Linked DNA regions of Sus scrofa: region 1 is linked to region 2. Evidence: chromatin contacts called from public Hi-C data. All regions are on one chromosome and are shown on one strand. The core of a region is the stretch at or near the end of the contact, and the rest is flanking DNA. Distances in the headings are between cores, read along the strand shown. Region 1 holds the start of ARPC2 (actin related protein 2/3 complex subunit 2). Region 2 holds the start of ZNF142 (zinc finger protein 142).

Evidence for each region. Hi-C and Micro-C count contacts between places; a contact is called where the count stands out from the background.
Region 1: a Hi-C map of mesenteric adipose tissue shows a contact between it and region 2, with 1.8 times the contacts expected there. The contact joins the promoter of ARPC2 here to the promoter of ZNF142 in region 2. A contact is called at or near these places in 1 of 47 Hi-C or Micro-C datasets (mesenteric adipose tissue) and 1 of 2 datasets of contacts at active chromatin or transcription factors (alveolar macrophages).

What each region holds. Positions count from the first base shown.
Region 1 is chr15:120,294,567-120,299,054 of Sscrofa11.1, forward strand. ARPC2 (actin related protein 2/3 complex subunit 2) reads left to right here and starts at 2,556. Exons shown (of 11, transcript NM_001190239.1): 1 at 2,556-2,614; 2 at 2,828-2,909. The coding sequence starts at 2,836.
Region 2 is chr15:120,704,983-120,709,433 of Sscrofa11.1, forward strand. ZNF142 (zinc finger protein 142) reads right to left here and starts at 2,761. Exons shown (of 10, transcript XM_021076481.1): 1 at 2,521-2,761; 2 at 2,104-2,255; 3 at 213-526. It overlaps BCS1L (BCS1-like (S. cerevisiae)), which reads left to right and starts at 2,843. Exons shown (of 9, transcript NM_001243676.1): 1 at 2,843-2,890; 2 at 3,847-3,887; 3 at 4,097-4,451. The coding sequence starts at 4,146.

The DNA.
Region 1 (4,488 bases), core at 1,306-3,805, 410 kb before region 2:
TGCTTTTTAGGGCTGTACCCGTGGCATATGGAGGTTCCCAGGCAAGGGGTCAAATCAGAGCTGCAGACACCGGCCTAAGCCACAGCCACAGCAACACTAGATCTGAGCTGCATCTTCGACCTACACCACAGTTCACAGCAACACTGGATCCTTAACCCACTGAGCAAGGCCAGGGATCGAACCTGCAACCTCATGGTTCCTAGTCGGATTCATCCCCACTGCACTACAATGGGAACTCCCTAAATACTGATTATTGGGGGGTTTTTTGTTTTGTTTTTGTTTTTGTTTTTTTGTCTTTTTGCCTTTTCTAGGGCCGCTCCTGCGGCATATGGAGGTTCCCAGGCTGAGGGTCCAATAGTAGCTGTAGCCGCCAGCCTACGCCAGAGCCACAGCAACGTGGGATCTGAGCCGCATCTGCAGCCTACACCACAGCTCACAGCAACGCCGGATCCTTAACCCACTGAGAAAGAGCAGGGATTGAACCTGCAACCTCATGGTTCCTAGTCAGGTTCATTAACCACTGCGCCACGACAGAACTCCCTGATTATTGGTTTAACTAAAAATTGTTACATAACAGTGGAGGTGGAGAACAGAAGTGATAGTCATGTTCTTATCTATCATGATAGGAAGCCAACAAATAATCTTTAAAATTAACAAATCAAGAATTAGTAGCGTAAGCATTTATTTAGATATGTGGATCTAATCTGGATGAACATATAAAAGAGTTGAGGCTATTGCCGCTAAAGAGTAGGCCAGGGAACTCCTTCTTCCATTACAAGTCTTTATAGTATATGTAGTCTGCATATACTTTTAGTAATGTATCTGCATTATTTCGTTCAATAAACAATGTTAAAACGTTAGCATAGGCGTTTCCATTGCAGATCAGCAGATTAAGAACCCAACTAGCATCCATGAGGCTATGAGTTCAATCCCTGGCCTTACTCAGTGGGTTAAGGATCCAGTGTTGCCACAAGTGCAGCATAGGTCGCCTATGAGGCTCAGATCTGGCATTGTTGTGGCTGTAGCACAGGCAGGCAGCTGCAACTCCAATTTGCCACAGGTGTGGCCATTAAAAAAATAGAGGGAGTTCCCTTCGTGGCTCAGCGGTTAACGAACCTGACTAGGATCCATGAGGATGCAGGTTCAATCCCTGGCCCCACTCAGTGGGTTAAGATCTGATGTTGCCATGAGCTGTGGTCTAGGTCACAGACACTGCTCTTGAATCCTGAGTTGCTATGCCCATGGCGTAGGAGGGCGGCTGTAGCTCCGATTGGACCCCTAGCCTGGGAACCTCCATAAGCAGCAGGTGTGGCCCTAAAAATCAAGAAAAAAAAGAAAGAAAGAAAGAAAAAAGAAGAAGAAAAAGAGGAATGAAGGAAAGCAGAAAGGAAGCTCTATAGAAGGTCTCTACTAAGTGGATGGAAAATATGACTTGAGTCTTCTGAATTGGAAAAGAAAGCAGGAGCACCCCTAAACAGAAAAAAAGAGAGTTAGCAAATAATTTGGGGGTATTTGCAATGTCTTGAAGTTTATCCATGTCCAGTAAATAAATTCATTTTGAAGAGCTGTCTGGGCCTGATGACAAGAGCTAGTTTTTGTCAATTTTTGCCTCCCTGATACTTTCTTAAGAACACTTAGCAGAAAATAAATCAATACTCCTAAAAAGAGCTCAGCTAAATTTGTTAGATTCTCCCTGGAGAAGGAAAAGTACAAAACCAGGCACACAGGCAGACGCAACACAAAAATGAGTTCATTTTCCTCACACAGATGAGTAAAAAATTATGTCTCTGGCAGAGGTGCTGGGAGGTAAGGCAGAAAAAAATCACGTTTGGGGCACCTAGAGGCATCTCCAGGCACAGAAAGGGAGACAAGAGAGGAACCCAGGGAGGCTTATTCACTTTGGTGACGTCTCATTCCTTTCCTTCTTTGCTCTTTTAACCGATTTGTAGTTACATATCTGAAAGTTTGTTGTCTGTTTCCTTTGCCAGACTATAAGCTCCACGAGGGCGGAACCTCATCTGTTTCAGGCGTCACTGTATCCCCAGCACAGAACAGGAGCCCACTTAACATTTGCTGAGCAAATTAAGGCACGATGGTGCCACTGGACAGCCATTAGTGTGGCATGAGGAAGGATCACACCGACCACAAAGTGAGAGTAAAGACGCCGACTAGGAAATGAAAACAGTGAGCTTCTTGTCAGAAATAACAGGACCTCGTGCGTAGAAGTAAACTCTTCGGGAGTGCAGGATGCAAGCGCTGGACCGCGAGGCAGGCCTCGAGGAATGACAGCTAGCCGGGAGACACACTTTCAACAGCGGGCCGAGGGCGGGGCTGTGGGAAAGTGGAGAGTCGCGGCATCGCGCGTGCGCACGCGCGGCCTCCGCCCCTTCACCTGGTGCGCCTGCGTGCGCGCGCACGAGGGGTCGGAGCGGAAATGGCGCCGCGGGGCCTCGGGGCCGCGCGTCCGGGCGGCGAGCGGAAGTGGGTGTGAGAGCGGAAGTGGCCGGCTGGAGCCGGGGGCTGGGCGGGGACCGAGCTTGTCGGTGAGGCGGCAGCGGCGGCGGCGGCGGCGGCGGCGGCGGCTCGGCAGGCGGGTTCAGGCTTCGGGGGCCAGGTCGGTCGGGTGGGTGGGTGTCTCCACAGTCAGTGCGTGCGCGGGCTAGCACGCGCGTCTTCCCCTTTCCCCCACCCTGGTCCCTTTCCCCTTCTCCCCTAACCTTCCCCACCCAGCCCCCCTCCTCAGGGGGCAGCAGGGCCGCTCCCTCCGTCCTTTCCTCCCTTACCCACCCTCACCCGCCCTTGTTTCTCCTTCCCCTGTCCGGGGCAGCCGCCGCCATGATCCTGCTGGAGGTGAACAACCGCATCATCGAGGAGACGCTCGCGCTCAAGTTCGAGAACGCGGCCGCCGGGTGAGCGCGCGCCTAGGGCCGGTGGGTGGCGGGGGAGGCAAAGTTGACCCCTGCCAATCGTTCAGACCGTCATACGTGGAGTAGGGAGGTGGGAGACCTGGCCGGGTGCAGGGACTGCCCCGGCGGGGTAGACATGGGAGGTGGTTGGGCGCGGCGGGGTGAGGGGCAGAGATGCGTGGGGAGAGGCTCAGAGGAAGGATGCGGAAGCAGTGAGTGGACAGGAGTGCGCGTGCCAAAGAGACCTGTGGGACGTGAGGGTAGCTTGGACCGGAACTCTCGCTGGAGGATCCCATTGCCCTCTGGAGCGAGCAGGGGACCGCTTCCCACCGTATTCTCCCGTCATTGTTCAGAACCCGGAGAGAGCCCATTGGGGATTGGGTTGGAAGGAGTTTTCAGGGATTCCCAGGACTGGAAGAGTGAAGAAGATGTACCCAGAAGAGGCGCAGATCACCACCAGCCTTCTCGCTCCCCACCCCCACCTCCTCGTCTAAAGGAGCCAGAGGGAAAGCTGAAGGCAGGCCCAGTCTTGCAGCCGGAAAACCCGATCTCTCTAGTTTTCCTTCACCGAACCCTTCTGTAACAGACACTGCCTATTTTGTCACATTTCGCAAGCAAAGTTAATACCCCCCCCATCCACACCCCTTCCTTATCACTCCTCTGAGGTTCTATTCTCCTTTCTCCACCCAGTATCCTCTATCTGGTTGTTTATCTTTTTAAGTTCTTGTATCATACCCCTGGCCTGTGATTTCTTCTGTAGTAATTCTGGCCCAGATAACACACTGAAATGCCTTCAGAGCCTGTAACGTTCTTAGATAAACCTGTTTTTAACCATTGGCCCTTTTAAAAATGGGCTTTAGGAGATGTTTCTAAGGCAGCCGTCTCTGTCAAACGCAGAACCAGTAGAAAGACGACCTCCCCCCAAGTTGTTCGCTTGTCTGATACAATATTTAAAACATGAACCAAGGAATTGGTTTTAGCTCCTAATTTTGGATGGCCTGCGGCCAGTCTCTTTGCCTCATTTCCCCATCCCTTGAGGATGGGGCTTCACATCTTGGTTACACAGTGGAGGAAGTAAGTGCAAACTGTTTCTGGCGAACTGGGAACTAGGAATAGGAGAGTAAGTGCTTGAAGAGTCACAGATGGGAGAGTATTGGTGAAGGGGAAATTCTAAGTGGACAAAACGAACTTGTGGCTTGGAGGCATTTTGAAAAAAAAAATGCTTTTAACCAACTGCTTAAATTGAATATATTGTGTCTTCTAATCTCTTTTATAAAGCCATAGATTTTATCTATAAAACAAAGAACAACTTTCCTTGAAGTAACATAGGCAGTGAGCAGTAGCTACTGTTTCCTGTCAGGGGCTGCAGTTACTTATATTTTAGGTTAGCTTGCTTCTTGTCTTCAGCTTTGCTTACCAGTTCCTTTGCATTTTAAATGTTTGAGCGAATCAGCTTAGTGGCTTATTTTGGGTGATTGCTGGGTACTTTTTTGAGCAGTGTAGCACATAGGAGGAAGTTAAATTAACTTCTGCATTTTCACAGATGATCTTAAGTGAATTAATTCGCAAGTTTAAACTAGCA
Region 2 (4,451 bases), core at 1,511-4,010:
AGAGACTGCCAAGAGCTTGGTACAAGTTGTGCACCACCTTGCCAGCCTTCAATCAACATTCACCCACTGCAAGCCAAATTACAACATCTCTAAGGATAAAAATAGGAGGCTACTTTGTGTCTTCAGCATATTTATACATAAGGATCAAAAATAGCACAGACAAAAACTCAGGGCTGCTGGTCCCACTGGCCCGCTAGCAAAAAGGTTTGTACCTGGGGTCTCTCCTGGAGCACCTGGGGACAGGTTTCCAGCTACTGCTTCCACAATGATCTCCATGTTCCCTGTGTCCTCTCCAGTTGCTGTGGCCTCTACCAGCAGGCAGCCAGGATCGCCAGGCAAAGGTGGAGGGTTCTCAGAAGGACAGGGGCTCTGGACAGGCTCCAGGATTCCACGGTTCGAGAGAGGTGGGGGGATCAGCAATAGCTCAGGGCACAGTCCATCCATCTCCCCCGTGCCGTTAGCTGGCTGTGTGTCCAACACGGGGTCTGTCATCACCACCAACTTGGGTGCTGTGGCCTCTTAAGTGCTGATAAATCAACCAGAAGAAAAATAAAATCTAATGAGATCTCTCACTTTTCCCCCAGTTGGTGTGGGTACACAGCCCAGTGCCTGCCCAAGTACGCATTTCCTAGAATGGCAGCATGCCATATCTAGTTAACACAGAAGTTTTCCTCTTGCGACAAGGTTTGGAACAAAAAGCGTAAAAGTGGTAATGGGGTCAATACAGGAAAGAGACAGGAAGTTGTGGCCAATGGATATCTCTTGGTTATACCTCTGGAGGTGAGTGACCTCAGTCAAATCATTAAGCAATCCAGATATTGGTTTTCTTATCTGCAGTAAGACTGGGTGGGGCCAAGGGATCTTAGAGGTCCCTTCCCCCTTAGTACCTTATGAGCTCACTAGTCCTTAGCTCAAGGCCCTTCCTTCAGGATCTGGTCCCTGCTGATCAGACTCATCTTCGATCTCTCCCCCCAACAGATCTCTGAGCCAGTCACACCAATGAGCTGCCATTTCCCAGACTCATCACATTCTCTTTTGTTTCCACATCCTCACACATTCCTCTCCCCAGCCACCCCCTGGCCCCCGGCTTGATGGGCCTTTTCCCCTTTGCCATCTCTACGGCTTGTCTGGATAACCAACTCCTAACTATCCTTTAAGAATCTGAACAAATGTCACTTCCACAACGACGGCTTCCTAACATCGTTCACCCAAGCTTCTCTCTCTGGGAGCTGTAATGGCATCTTGGATGTGGCCCTGTCAGAAACACCGCACTGCTGTTTACCTATCAGTCTCCCTCCTTAGACCAGGAGCTTTCTAAGTGGAGATAATCGACACTACCACTTCACTGAACTCAGCTACCAACAGTCTAATGCAATCCAGACAAATAAGGGGATTCTAAGTGATGGATGAACTGTAAACACAGGGATGCATCAAAGTAAAGCTAGGTATCTACCAAGTACCAAGCCAGTGATTCCTTACGTATAAAGTAGCACACCTGCAGAAATTTCTAGCTCATTGACTACGGCCTCATGTTGAACACTGGGACCCATCTGAGAAATGAATGTCAACTAAATTGCATGTCCTCTTACACATGGGTAAAATCAGTTGAAGCGGAGTAATGAGTAATCAGTAAGACTGACAATAAGAACAATAAGATGGTAATCACTTTATGAAACTGAGTCATGGAGGTCGAGCAAGGGCCTAGGGCTAGGAAACCAGGTTACAGGTGAGAATTCTGCAACTCAAAGCCCGATCACCCAAATTCAGAAGCTGGTGGGGCAGTGCACTTCTGCCCTCAAGGGATTCTCTGGAAACCACAACCTCCACTTACTGAATATCAGGAATCTTCCAGCATGGGTGGTGTATTTGCCTTAGAGGGGGAGCCAAGGAGGAGGTAGTCTCGACTGAGACCCTTCTGCCGCTGGAAGGCGGAGTGAAGTGGGACACCGACGGGCACAAGAGAAGAAATGACCTTCTTTGGGGCAGAGGCGCTGAGTTAAAGAAATGACAAATCAGAGCAGAGAGAAGGCCCGAGGAAAGGATGAGACCCGGCCTGGGGACCAAGGAACCCGGGTTTCCACTTGCCTGTGGGCTCTGACTCACCGCGTGGTCTTTGGGAGATGCAATCACTTCGCTTCTCTGGGCCTCAGCTTTCCTATCTGTAAAGTGGAGGCGATGACAGCGTCCACATCATTGGGCGGGAGCGGGAGTCACAAGAGCTGGCAAACGGGAAAGCCGTTTTGTAACCTGCAAGGCTTAGGATGGAGCATCATCAAGATTATGGTCCTGAGGAGAGGCAGCGAGTAACCAGGCGGGGTCCACAGCAGTGACGCGACGGAGGCACTGGGGCGGCTGATGGGATGCCCCGGGGTCCCGCTCGTCGGCGCGCTCCCTTCAGCACTTCTCCGGAGCGTTCCCACTGCCCAGGCCCACCTTCATCCTGGGGCTCGAGAAACTTTTGCCTCTGGCCCGCTCCGCCTGCTCTCCCGATTAGTTCCCGCCCCGCCCTCGCTCGCTTACCTCCCGGCCCCGGGCGGGCGGGAGCCGCATCTCTATGGTTGACCGGCAGCTGGCCTCCCGGGACTCCTTTTGTGCGACCGCCTCCGGCCCAGCCGCCTCTAGGACCTGGGGCACTGGAGGCCGCTCTCTCTTCTCCTGTGCGGCTGGCGGAGTACTCTATGATTCTCTCTATCCTTCCCCCCTTCAGCTCTCCAACGCTCGGCCGCGAAGCCCCAGGAGTACCATCGAGAGTTGTGGGCAGAGTGGCCTGGCCCTCTTGGTGGGTGTGGCGGGAAGTAGGGGAAATAACTCAGGGGGCGGGGCCTGGAGGCGCTTCCCCCAAGAGCGCGGAGGTGAAACCATCGAGAGGGAGGGCCAGAGAGTCATGGCGGTAAGGGGGCGGAGTGACCTATTACTCCAAACCACGCTGCTGGCGGCGCGAGCTGGGGTGTAGTGGGGTTCCGGAGGGGACTTCTGGGCGTCCACAAGGACCGGGGGCAGGACGGCTTTGTGGCCTTCCGTGCATAGGAATTGGGGGAATTCTGGATCCTATTCTGAGCCTCACCCGAGGTCACTGCTGTCTATTCACCGCCCTGCGTGTCAGGCGCAGAGCCAAGTGGCAGGGGTCGAGGGAGGTGTGCTAGAAACGATTTGACCTCCTACCCTTCGGGATCTGACAGTCTAGAATCAGACCTGGGTACATTTTATTGGGGAGAATTCAGGAAAATCTCCATGGAGGAAGTAGCAGATGGGTAGGACTTCACCTGGAGATGAGGGAAGGAAGAAATTAGAATGAACCTTTTTGAGTCAGGAGAACTGCTTGGGCAAGGAGGAATGGCATTGTTTGCATATTTGTTAAACGGAGTATTAGGAGCTAAGCCGTAAAGGTGGATGGTGCCCTGTTGTGGAGGCAGAGGAGTTTTTACCTAATTCAGGGCCCTGTTGAGAGCCAGCTATCGGAGGAGTAGGGAAAGTAATGGGATTGAAGCAGATCCTTCTGAAGAAAGATCTGGGCCCTTGTATTGCAGCTTGGTGAAGCAGAACGTGGAGACCTTTAAGATGCCATTTCAAGAACTAAAGTTAATTTTAAAGAGACAGTTTAGGTGGGAGGTAATGAGGGGCCAAACAGGACATTAGGAGTTGAGCATGTAAAAGAGAGGGCATTTGAAGGACATGACTCATGATAACAAGGCAGGTGGTTACTGACAGGTTGACCGAAGAGAGTAGCTTCTTTGTCCCCCACTAACTCTGGCTAGCGGGACCCTTTCTATATTAGCTGGTCACAGGGACCACAAATTTCTGTCCATCCATTACCCTGATGTGAAGCCAGTTATATTGTTCTCTCAGGTTTAAGGAATCTCCAGACCGAGACATCTGGTGGGAAACAGGTACGAACAGGATAATGAGCGGCAAAATGGGATGCATGGCCTGGAATCCCATCCCGCAAAGGGAGCATATCGAAGCACAGAGTAATGCTGACCTGTCCTTCCTGCTCCCAGCTTCTGCAGGGGGTGAGGTGGGTTGGGGAGGAATTTCAGAGTCCAGTTGCTAAACTAATCTTGTGCTTCATCCCATCTCTGCTGTTCCCCACCCCCAGGTCTTGAAAATGCCTCAGGGCTTGTAAGGTTCAGTGTTTTCCTTTCAAGATGCCCTTCTCAGACTTTGTTCTGGCCCTGAAGGACAACCCCTACTTTGGGGCTGGATTTGGGCTGGTGGGTGTGGGCACAGCCCTGGCCTTGGCCCGGAAGGGCGCCCAGCTGGGCCTGGTGGCATTCCGGCGCCATTATATGATCACACTGGAAGTCCCTGCTCGAGACAGGAGCTACGCCTGGTTGCTTAGCTGGCTCACCCGCCACAGTGCCCGCACTCAGCACCTCAGTGTCGAGACTTCATACCTTCAGCACGAGAGTGGTCGCATCTCCACTAAGTTTGAATTTGTCCCTAGCCCTGGA